Regions from separate parts of the Sus scrofa genome. Here region 2 is linked to region 1. Evidence: chromatin contacts called from public HiChIP or PLAC-seq data. All regions are on one chromosome and are shown on one strand. The core of a region is the stretch at or near the end of the contact, and the rest is flanking DNA. Distances in the headings are between cores, read along the strand shown.

Region 1 (4,716 bases), core at 1,934-4,433:
TTTTATTATCAAGTGTTGAATGCTCTGAGCATAGTTTGAATGGCCACTGATTTTTCTACAACTGCTAAAATCTTTTGCCACACAGAAGTGATGTAGGTTGCATAGTTTATTATTCTGCAATTTAGTTGTGTATTTTGAACGGACTCAGATGGATTATAAAGCTAAAAATGTAGAACTTGGCACTACTACTAAGCTGTGAGGTATAAAGCACCAGGGGTTCCTATTACAGGAAAGATTGCTCTTGCGACATTTGGGAAACAATTTAGTGCTAGACGGAAAATGAACCATTTTGAAGTGTTTAATATTTAGTACCAAGATTTGCAATTCTGAGACGCATGCTGATTTCCTAACCAGCCTTAAAACTTTTTCCTTTGTTATATCCTTTCTAATCTAGTACATCTTTTCTTCCTGTAATTTAGAAATATATGAAATGAGTGGGGAAAAAAATCCTTGGCTCACATAATTAATTGACTTGGCATCGGTGTCACCAAAGAAAATACATAAAGTTAAACTATGTCCGTGTCTGTCAGCTGAGTTTTCTGAAGTTCAAAAGGAGCTTCTGTGTCCTGAAAGGCCTACTTACAGTTACGTGTGCTTATTCTTCAATTTATTAACATCACAATTTTAGTTTTTCTTAAGATATTAAGTTCAACTTGGAGATATTAATTTTCCATTTATAAACAAAATAATTTTGCATATCTTAAGAAAAATCAACTATTCTTTAACTGATGTTCCTCTGACAATTTAAGCTCCCCTGAACAAATAACCTATTTATAAACTTATTTAATTAAATGATCTGAAGCCAGTGGTTCTTGAACTTCTGGAGAGCTTGTGAAAACACAGATTGCTGATCCCACCCCATCATTTCTGACCTAAGAGATCTAGGGTGGAGCCCAGGCATATGCCACTCTAACACATTTCCAGATGATGCTGACGCTTCTGGTCTTGAGGACCTCGCTTTGAGATCCCCTGCCATAATCCTTTAAAGCAACAGGTGCAGAAATAAAGTATCTGGCTTTCTCCAGCACTTCAAACTTCCAGTGACGCTTCCAAACAGGATCTTTCTTAGTATTTAACTCTTGTGAATCAAGTTCTCTTAAACATTCAAATGCTGTTTACAAACTTAATCAAGTTCTTCTATACATGCCAAATCAAAATAGAAAGTCTAATATCATTTTCACATTTCAGATAAAAAAAATCACAGGGCTAACATTCTCTAACAATTCAGGTTTATGAACACCTTAAATAACAAGATATGTAAGGTTTATCTCTGTGAGTACAAAGTTTAAAAGCAGAGTTACCATTGCTAATGGTCTCAGGTTACCAGATTGAAGGTTTTGAGCTATGAAATAATTACCTGTGTGAAAGGAGAGGCTCAGAGAAAAAAAAAATTAAGGAGTTTTATTTGCAAACTTTTGCAAAGGAGTCAGATTTTAAAAGAACTGGTTCACCAAATTTAAAATAAAAACAGTATTTTAAGAAAAAAGTTACTGGAGTTCCCTGGTGGCCTAGTGGTTAAGGCAAGGATCTGGCATTATCCTTGCCTTTAAAAGGGCTTTGCTGAAATCCATCCAGGAGTTTCAGCGCTTTTGGGGCAAGAGCCACCCATCTCCTGGATGGCCCTGCAATAAATCTTTTTCTGCTCCAAACTCTGATGTTGCTTGAGTTTGATCCCTGGCCTGGGAACTTCCTCATGCCATGAGTACAGCCAAAAGAAAGAAAGAAAGAAAGAAAGAAAGAGAGAGAGAGAGAGAGAGAGAGAAAGAAAGAAAGAAAGAAAGAAAGAAAGAAAGAAAGAAAGAAAGGAAGGAAGGAAGGAAGGAAGAGAAAGAGAAAGAGAAAGAAAGGAAGGAAGAAAGGAAGAAAGGAAGAAAGAAAGAAAGAAAGAAAGGAAGGAAGGAAGGAAGGAAGGAAGAAAGAAAGAAAGAAAGAAAAGAAAAGAAAAGAAAAGAAAAGAAAAGAAAAAGAACAAGATTGATGTGTTTGTGTCTGAAAAGCAGCATTTCCCCACTCCACCCCCAATATGAATATTGTATCTTCAAGAGTCATTGCTATCTCTAGACATCAGTTATGCAAATTTCAGGGTCAAATCTGGTTTTGTCAGAGAGTCAGTTTCATTTAACGCTGAGAATACATTTTAAAAATTACACTTTAACTAAGAAAATGAACAAATATAACAAAACAGAAACAGACTCACAGATGCAGAGAACAGATTAGTGGTTGTCCGAGGGGAGAGGGATGGGGGAGGAGCAGAATGAGTGAGGGGAATTAAGAGGTACAAACCAGTAGGTATAAAATAAGTAAGTCACAAGAATGTAATGAACGGCACAGGGAATATAGCCAATATCTTATATTAATTTTGCATAGAGTATAATCCATAAAAATATCAAATTCATACGTTGTACACTCAACACATATAGTACTGTAAGTCAAATACATTTCAACTTTTAAAAATTACATTTTGGGAGTTCTCATCAGGGCTCAGTGGAAACAAACAAATCTACTAGTATCCCACAAGGATGCAGGTTCAATCCATGGCCTTGGGTTAAGGATCCAGGATTGCTGTGAGCTGTGGTGTAGGTCTTAGATGCATCTTGGATCCTATGTTGCTGTGGCTGTGGCGTAAGCCGGTGGCTACAGCTCCGATTCAACCCCTGGCCTGGGAACCTCCATGTGCGTAGGTGCCACCCTAAAAAGACAAAAAAAAAAAAAATTAAAAATTAAACATTACATTTTAAGATGTCATTTTACATTAGATTACATTTTAGGTTTGTTTGAATACAGCTGCAGGACAAGAGGTCAGTTGGTCTTCCTCACTTGTTGATCGGTAATTGGGATACCAGGTTGGGTTTGCCTGAGCTATAACTGTAATACCAAACCCTTTCTTAGAGTTGATATGTCCAACAAGATACACGGGGAACCCTCAACCCCGTGGGACTTAGTTACATGATGCACAACAGCACAGACTCCCTCCACATCTTCTGTTACCAAAAACAAGTTTGTGTGCCCGATACAGAGAGAGGCCAAAGCATAACAAAACATCAGAGTTTGGAGCAGAAAAAGGTTTATTGTAGCGCCATGCCAGGAGATGGTGGCTCTTGCCCCAGAAGCCCTAGAGCTCCCGGAAGCATTTCAGCAACGCCCTTTTAAAGGCAAGGTGGTGGATGGGTGTGGTTAGTTGTGGCAGATGTCTTGATGTAGAAAAGCTTTGTTCTTGGCAGCTGTCCATGTAGGTCAGGTCATGATATGCCTCTAAACCTCCAACAAGAGGTTCTGCAAATTTTTATCTCTATATAACTGGGCTCTTAAAGATCAGAGCCTTGAGAATAGGCTGTCTTGCATATTTCAGGCTATAGGCAATATTCTTTTAGGAAAAGTGCAGAGCCAGCATGACTAAGCACAGGCGGCAGAGCACAAAGATTAAAGTAAAAGAAACAGATCTGATATACAGTCAGATTTGTTCTTCCCTATTACACTTTCAGATTCAATCATATTAAGATTTTATCCTACTCTTCTACTTTTATCTCCTGATTTTATTTGATAGGTTTTATTCTCTCATCTTTTTCAAATTGCTAAATTTCTTTATTAAGGATTCAACTAAGTCTTTTTAGTTTGATTGGTTCTACATCCTTTTCCTCTTATCTGGATTCACATCATTTATTGGCAGTCCTTAATAGGCAGAAGCAGTAATGAAAACTCCATAGCTTTACTGAAAAACTAAACCATAACAAAAATGGTTCACCATAGCAAAATAATAATTAATCTTATTTTATCTCTTGGGAAAAAAACTGCTTCATGTGTACACAATTTAAGAAGTATTCTTAATAAATCTGTGTGAAAACATGAGATTAAAATTTGAAAATGTTTCACATGCCTTAGTTGGTACTCTGATATTCATCTGGCATTTTACTTGGGAGTTTTTTATATTCTAGAAGAGACATTATATTTAAAAGATTATAAGGATTACAACAGCATTTCCAGACAAACTTAAAAAGATTCCTATTTAGGTATTCAGATATGTTGCCCAACAGTGAAGAATTCAATTGTGATGCTGCTTTGATGGTAAAGATGAAAAAGAACTCTTAACTCAGCTATTAACAAGCAAAAAAAGAGTTCCCGTCATGGCGCAGTGGTTAACGAATCCGACTAGGAACTATGAGGTTGCGGGTTCGGTCCCTGCCCTTGCTCAGTGGGTTAACGATCCTGCACTGCCAAGCTGTGGTGTAGGTTGCAGATGCGGCTCGGATCCCGCGTTGCTGTGGCTCTGGCGTAGGCCGGAGGCTACAGCTCCAATTCGACCCCTAGCCTGGGAACCTCCATATGCCACGGGAGTGGCCCAAGAAATAGCAAAAAGACCAAAAAAAAAAAAAAAAAAAAAAAAAAAAAAAAAAAAAAGCTAAAACTATTAAAAAAAAAAAAAAGGAAAACCAAAAAAAATAACATTGACTGAAAAACAATTTTTTTTCTTATCAAAAGGAGCAGAAGCTGGTAGACAAACTTGTGAGGCAAATTGAAGTTGTATTTCTTCTGAGGCAATGACTGAATATATTAAAAAGACATAGAAGACATTTGCCATAACGTTGCATGCTACCAGGCTTAAACTGCTAATGACATCCACTCCTGGGTAAGGAAACAGGATACTGTGCTTAGATGATGTGCAGCATAGTTAGCTATCCCACACAACTTTTTAAAGGGAATTTAGAAGAAAATGCAAAG
Region 2 (4,721 bases), core at 942-3,441, 81 kb after region 1:
CCTTAGTCCCTGATGTTACATATCAACTTGTAACTATTTTACTTTTTAGCTGAAGAGTAGTCATTGCGATGCTTCAGTAAGAAAAATAAAATAATGGTGCAATGTCTCTGGTTACTACTTTAAAATATTTTAGTATAGGAAGAGATGAAGCAGAAGGACAAGCTACTGAAAAGGACAATCAGCCAGAGATAAACTGACAAGTAAAATAGATTGAAGCTGTAAGTACTGAAGAGAGGAAAGAATTCTGATTACTTTTGGTAGAAATAACTTATGAGACAGGCACCAAAAGGAATCACCATAACTACAACTGTTATAATTAAAATCCATGTGAAATGACTAGCCTTCATTCACATAAGAGCAGAGAACACATGGAGCTTTTCTAAGTCAGTCACTATAGATAACTGCTGTGTAAAACTTAAAAAGTTTTATATCTCACTCAATATCTCATATAACTGAGAGATAAAATTTAAAGTCATTTAACAGCTCAAATTAAGATCACTTCAAGTAGATACAGAATGCACGTGTATCATCTGTTTCAAAAGACATGAGCCACTCTACAGGGAATGAATTTTAAAATTCTATCTTCGCTTACAAAATTTTGAGACTCAGATATGTGCAGACTAGAAATATGAATGAGTAAGTCTTACCTCCACTTTGTGGTTGCTACTCTGTCAGAGAAAATACAGTCTCATCATTCTATCACTTAAGGTATGTGTAAAAGATACTCTTCTGGCAGCCAGTAAAAAGACTTACTGTACCTGGATCTGTGTCACAGTTCCCTCAGTAATCTCATCATCTGCCACCTCTGTGGTTGCAGTCATGGTCACCTCAAAGCTCTGATCATTCTCTGAAACTTGGAGAAAAAGAGCAGTTCAATTCCAGAATAATAATGGCATGTCCTAATTATTTTAGAAAAATACCCAAGGAATATGTATGTGATTATCTAATTTCTTAACACGCTCCTTGCCAATATATCCATAAATATGTGTGTGTATATATACACATACACATCCATATATTTGCTTGACAAATAACTATTGTGTACCTAATATATACTAGGTATTGCTCAGGATGATGGGAAGACAACATGAGGCAAATAACCAAAATTCTGCCACTTACAGTCTAGAGGAGAAGACACAAAATGAAATCATGGCACTTACAGTCTAGAGGAGAAGACACAAAATGAAGACAGTATTATGTTGGAAAAGTATTAAGGAGAAAATAATAGAGCATGAAAGGACATGTGTTGGGAGTGGAGAAGTGTTGGAAATTTTAGATGGGAGGCCAGGAAATGTAACCAGGATTTGGAACAAATCGAGGAGGGGAGCTAATCATGTTTCTATCTTGAGGAAAAGCATTTCAAGTAGATGGAAAGCCAAGTGCAAAGGCTCTGAGATAAGAGCATATGTAGACTGTTCATAGAACAGCAAGGAGGACAGTGTGGCCAGAGCAGCCCAAACAAAACAATGCATGGGGACTCGAAGGATACTGTAGACTTTGGCTTTCAGATGAGGTGGCCACTGGAAAATTCAGAGTAGAGGAGTGATACCAAGTGATTTTTAGTTTAACAATCATTCTGGCTGCTATGGGGAAAAGAGCCTGAAGGGCAGCATGGGCTGGAGAGAAATCAGTGAAGAAGCAAATTAAATAATCTAGATAAAAGAGGTCAGTGGCTGGCACTAGAGTGAAGGCAACTGAGGATGATGAGAGGTGGTTCAAACTGTGGATATATTTTGATGGTAGAGCCAACGGGGTTTGTGGATATACCAAATATGAAAGAAAATGAAAAGTCAAGAATGGTATTAAAGTTTTTGTTTGTTTTTTAATCTGAGCTACTGAAAGAATGCAACTGCCATTAATGAGATGGGGAAGACTAGAAGAAGCAAGTTTAAAAATTGAGGAAGTTTCAAGAGCTCAGTTTCAAACATATTAGTTCAGATACTCACTGAACGTCTACTCTTAAGAGAAGTCTGGACTTGAATAAATCTGGGAGTCATCACCAGAGGCAGAATTTAAAACCATGAATTCCAGAGAGTGAGTAAAAAAAAAAAACAAAAACAGAAGCAATGTAAGAACTGAGTCCTGGGGCACTCCACATTTAGAGTTCGGGGAGACATGGACAAGTCAGCTTAAGTGACTAAGAAGGAACAGAGAAGTAAAAAAATTAGAGAAATGTGTTCCTCAGAAGCCAAGTTACAAAGTGTTTCAGGGAGAAGGGGGTGATAAAAATTGTGTAAAATTGTGGGCAGATCAAGTAAGACAAAGACAAAAAATCACCATTGGATTTAGCAAGAAAAAGGAGCCCTGGGCAGAACAGTTTTGGTGTAGTGAGAGGTGAAAGACCGGAGTGGGTTTAAGGAACAAGGGAAGAAATGGAGGCAAGTACAGGCAATTCTTTACTTGGATCTAAAGGGAAGGAAAGAAAATGGATGGGAGCCTAAAGTGGGACTTTTTATTTTAAAAAAGAAATTACAGTATGTATGTAACGCTGATAGGAATGATCCATAGCGAATGAAAAACTGACGATTCAGAACAGAAAGGAAAGAATTCCTACAACATCCTTGAGTGGGCAAAAGGGAGGGGGGGTCTAGCACACTGAAGGGCTGGCCTCAGCTGGGAAAAAGAATATATGGACATATACACATGAGAGTATGTACTTGTAGTAGTGGAAACTAACAGAATTTATTTTCTGGTCAATTAAGTTTTTTCAGTAAAGTAGGAAGCACAGATATCAGTTGAAAGTGAAAAAGGTGGAGCAAGTACAGGAGGTTTCAGGACGTATGAAATAGTCATCTCAGAGGGGGAGAAAGAACACCATATTAGTATTGTATGATTGGTAGGCAACATAGAGGGCCCGCTTCAAGTTAAAGATCATAAATTTAAAGTGATACCAGTCAGCATCCTTGTGTGCTTTTCCCCCAATCCCTTTTAGTTACGAGTACAGACATAAATAGGCTGAGAGACTGAACTAGGGTTGTGGTTTTATCAAAGAACAATGAGGTGAGGGGAGGAAAAAAAAAAAGGTTTGAGGGTAAATTCAAAACAGTGATAATGATTCACCATGAAAATGGAAACCCAGTAAAGAGGAAAAAAGAATACAAGTAAAGAAAGAATAATCTAAAAGTGGTGAGGTCAGTGGGTCCCAGTGGGGCAAAGGACTGCAAAAGCATTAGAGGAAGTAAGCTAGAAAGATAGGAATTAGTGGCAGGAAAACAAAGTCTGAAGTAGACTACAAATGCACTGCAGTTAATTTGTAATGGTGAGAGTGGTGATGGGAGTGACAAACGAGGGAGTGTGAAGAACAAAAGGAATCAGAGGCTCAGTAACTGCAACAATCATCTAAATGAATAATCACCAAGAGTTATAACCATGAACAAGTAATGGAGTAAATGTGGTTGTAGATGACAGAGAAATGGTAAGTGGTCTACATTGATTAACATGAGAGTTAAGAGAACTTTTAAGGCTCAAATAGATAATTTTATCAGTTTTATAAAGCACATTAAAAAAACCCTGAATATTTAAATTTTAAAACTAATATTCACCTCCATGAAGTCTAGCATAAAGGACTTGCCTATTTAATCATTCACAAATGGTGATGGATATAGGACTTCATGCTTTTATGTGACTTTTTTAATGCAGAAACTTTTCCAGGTTGATTTTATCAGCATACTTCTTACAACTCCAGGGACCTTCTAGCTGCTTTTCATAAATTCAGTCTTACTGTAAATGAGGTTCCAGAATATCCTTCTTGCATGGTGATGCTATGACTCAACATCAAGTAGCTCATGTGCTTTTATGTCACATATTGACACTGTCTTACCCAGTGAAGTGAATGAGGGTTTGAAGGATTCAGTCTAACATTATAAAACAGAACAAAATATCAAGTATAGTTCAAACCTATGATAATGTTCAAGGCATTCTACTTTAACCTGATTTGGTTAATTGATTTATTAACCAGTCATAATTTGTATCACCATAATAAAAAATTCTGGGGAGTTCCTGTCATGGCGCAGTGGTTAACGAATCCAACTAGGAACCATGAGGTTGCGGGTTTGATCCCTGGCCTCGCTCAGTGGGTTAGGGATCTGGCGTTGCCGTGAGCTGTGGTGTAGATCACAGACACAGCTCGTATCTCGAGTTGTTGTGGCTGTGGCACAGGCCACAGCTCTGATTAGACCCCTAGCCTGGGAACCTCCATATGCCATGGGTGCGGCCTTAGAAAAGACATTAAAAGAAAAAAAAAAAAAATTCTGGCTTATTTAAATATTTTTATTTTATTATATCCTGGGGATGTAACATTCAGTATAGTGAACATAGTTAAGAATACCAAACTGCGTATTTGAAAGTGGCTAAGAAAGTAGAACTTAAAAGTTCTTATAACAAGAAAAAAATTTGTAACTGTGTGGTAGAAGATGTTACTAGACAAATTCTGCTGATCATTTCACAATATATACATCTACAGAATCATTATGTAGTACACTTGACACTAATATAATGTGACATGTCAATTATGTCTGAATTTAAAAAAATCTCAGATTAGAAAATGTTTATACAGGAAAATGTTTATCTGTACAGATAGGCCAATCAAGTTTTAAAACTGAATCATAATACAATGATAATCAAATTAGGAAAGAGTTTTAAAAATCATGTGAATCACCATTAGAAGGAAAGATCATTTAATTAGAAGTACTTTGTAAATGCTACAACTAGAAGCAGATGTA

Evidence for each region. HiChIP or PLAC-seq counts read pairs in DNA pulled down with a chosen protein or histone mark.
Region 2: an H3K27ac HiChIP or PLAC-seq map of alveolar macrophages shows a contact between it and region 1. The contact joins two enhancer-like sites. A contact is called at or near these places in 1 of 5 promoter capture datasets (liver), 1 of 47 Hi-C or Micro-C datasets (skeletal muscle) and 1 of 2 datasets of contacts at active chromatin or transcription factors (alveolar macrophages).

What each region holds. Positions count from the first base shown.
Region 1 is chr9:93,361,003-93,365,718 of Sscrofa11.1, forward strand. No RefSeq gene overlaps it. Among named protein-coding and RNA genes, the nearest start is that of TMEM243, 30 kb to the right of the region's middle. Within about 2 kb of position 3,184, at least 7 of the 83 cell types and tissues checked have an H3K27ac peak or open chromatin away from gene starts, as enhancers often do. A contact at or near this core is called in alveolar macrophages, where this site is marked.
Region 2 is chr9:93,442,695-93,447,415 of Sscrofa11.1, forward strand. DMTF1 (cyclin-D-binding Myb-like transcription factor 1) reads right to left here. Exons shown (of 17, transcript XM_021063471.1): 4 at 759-853. Among named protein-coding and RNA genes, the nearest start is that of DMTF1, 18 kb to the right of the region's middle. Within about 2 kb of position 2,192, at least 1 of the 83 cell types and tissues checked has an H3K27ac peak or open chromatin away from gene starts, as enhancers often do. A contact at or near this core is called in alveolar macrophages, where this site is marked.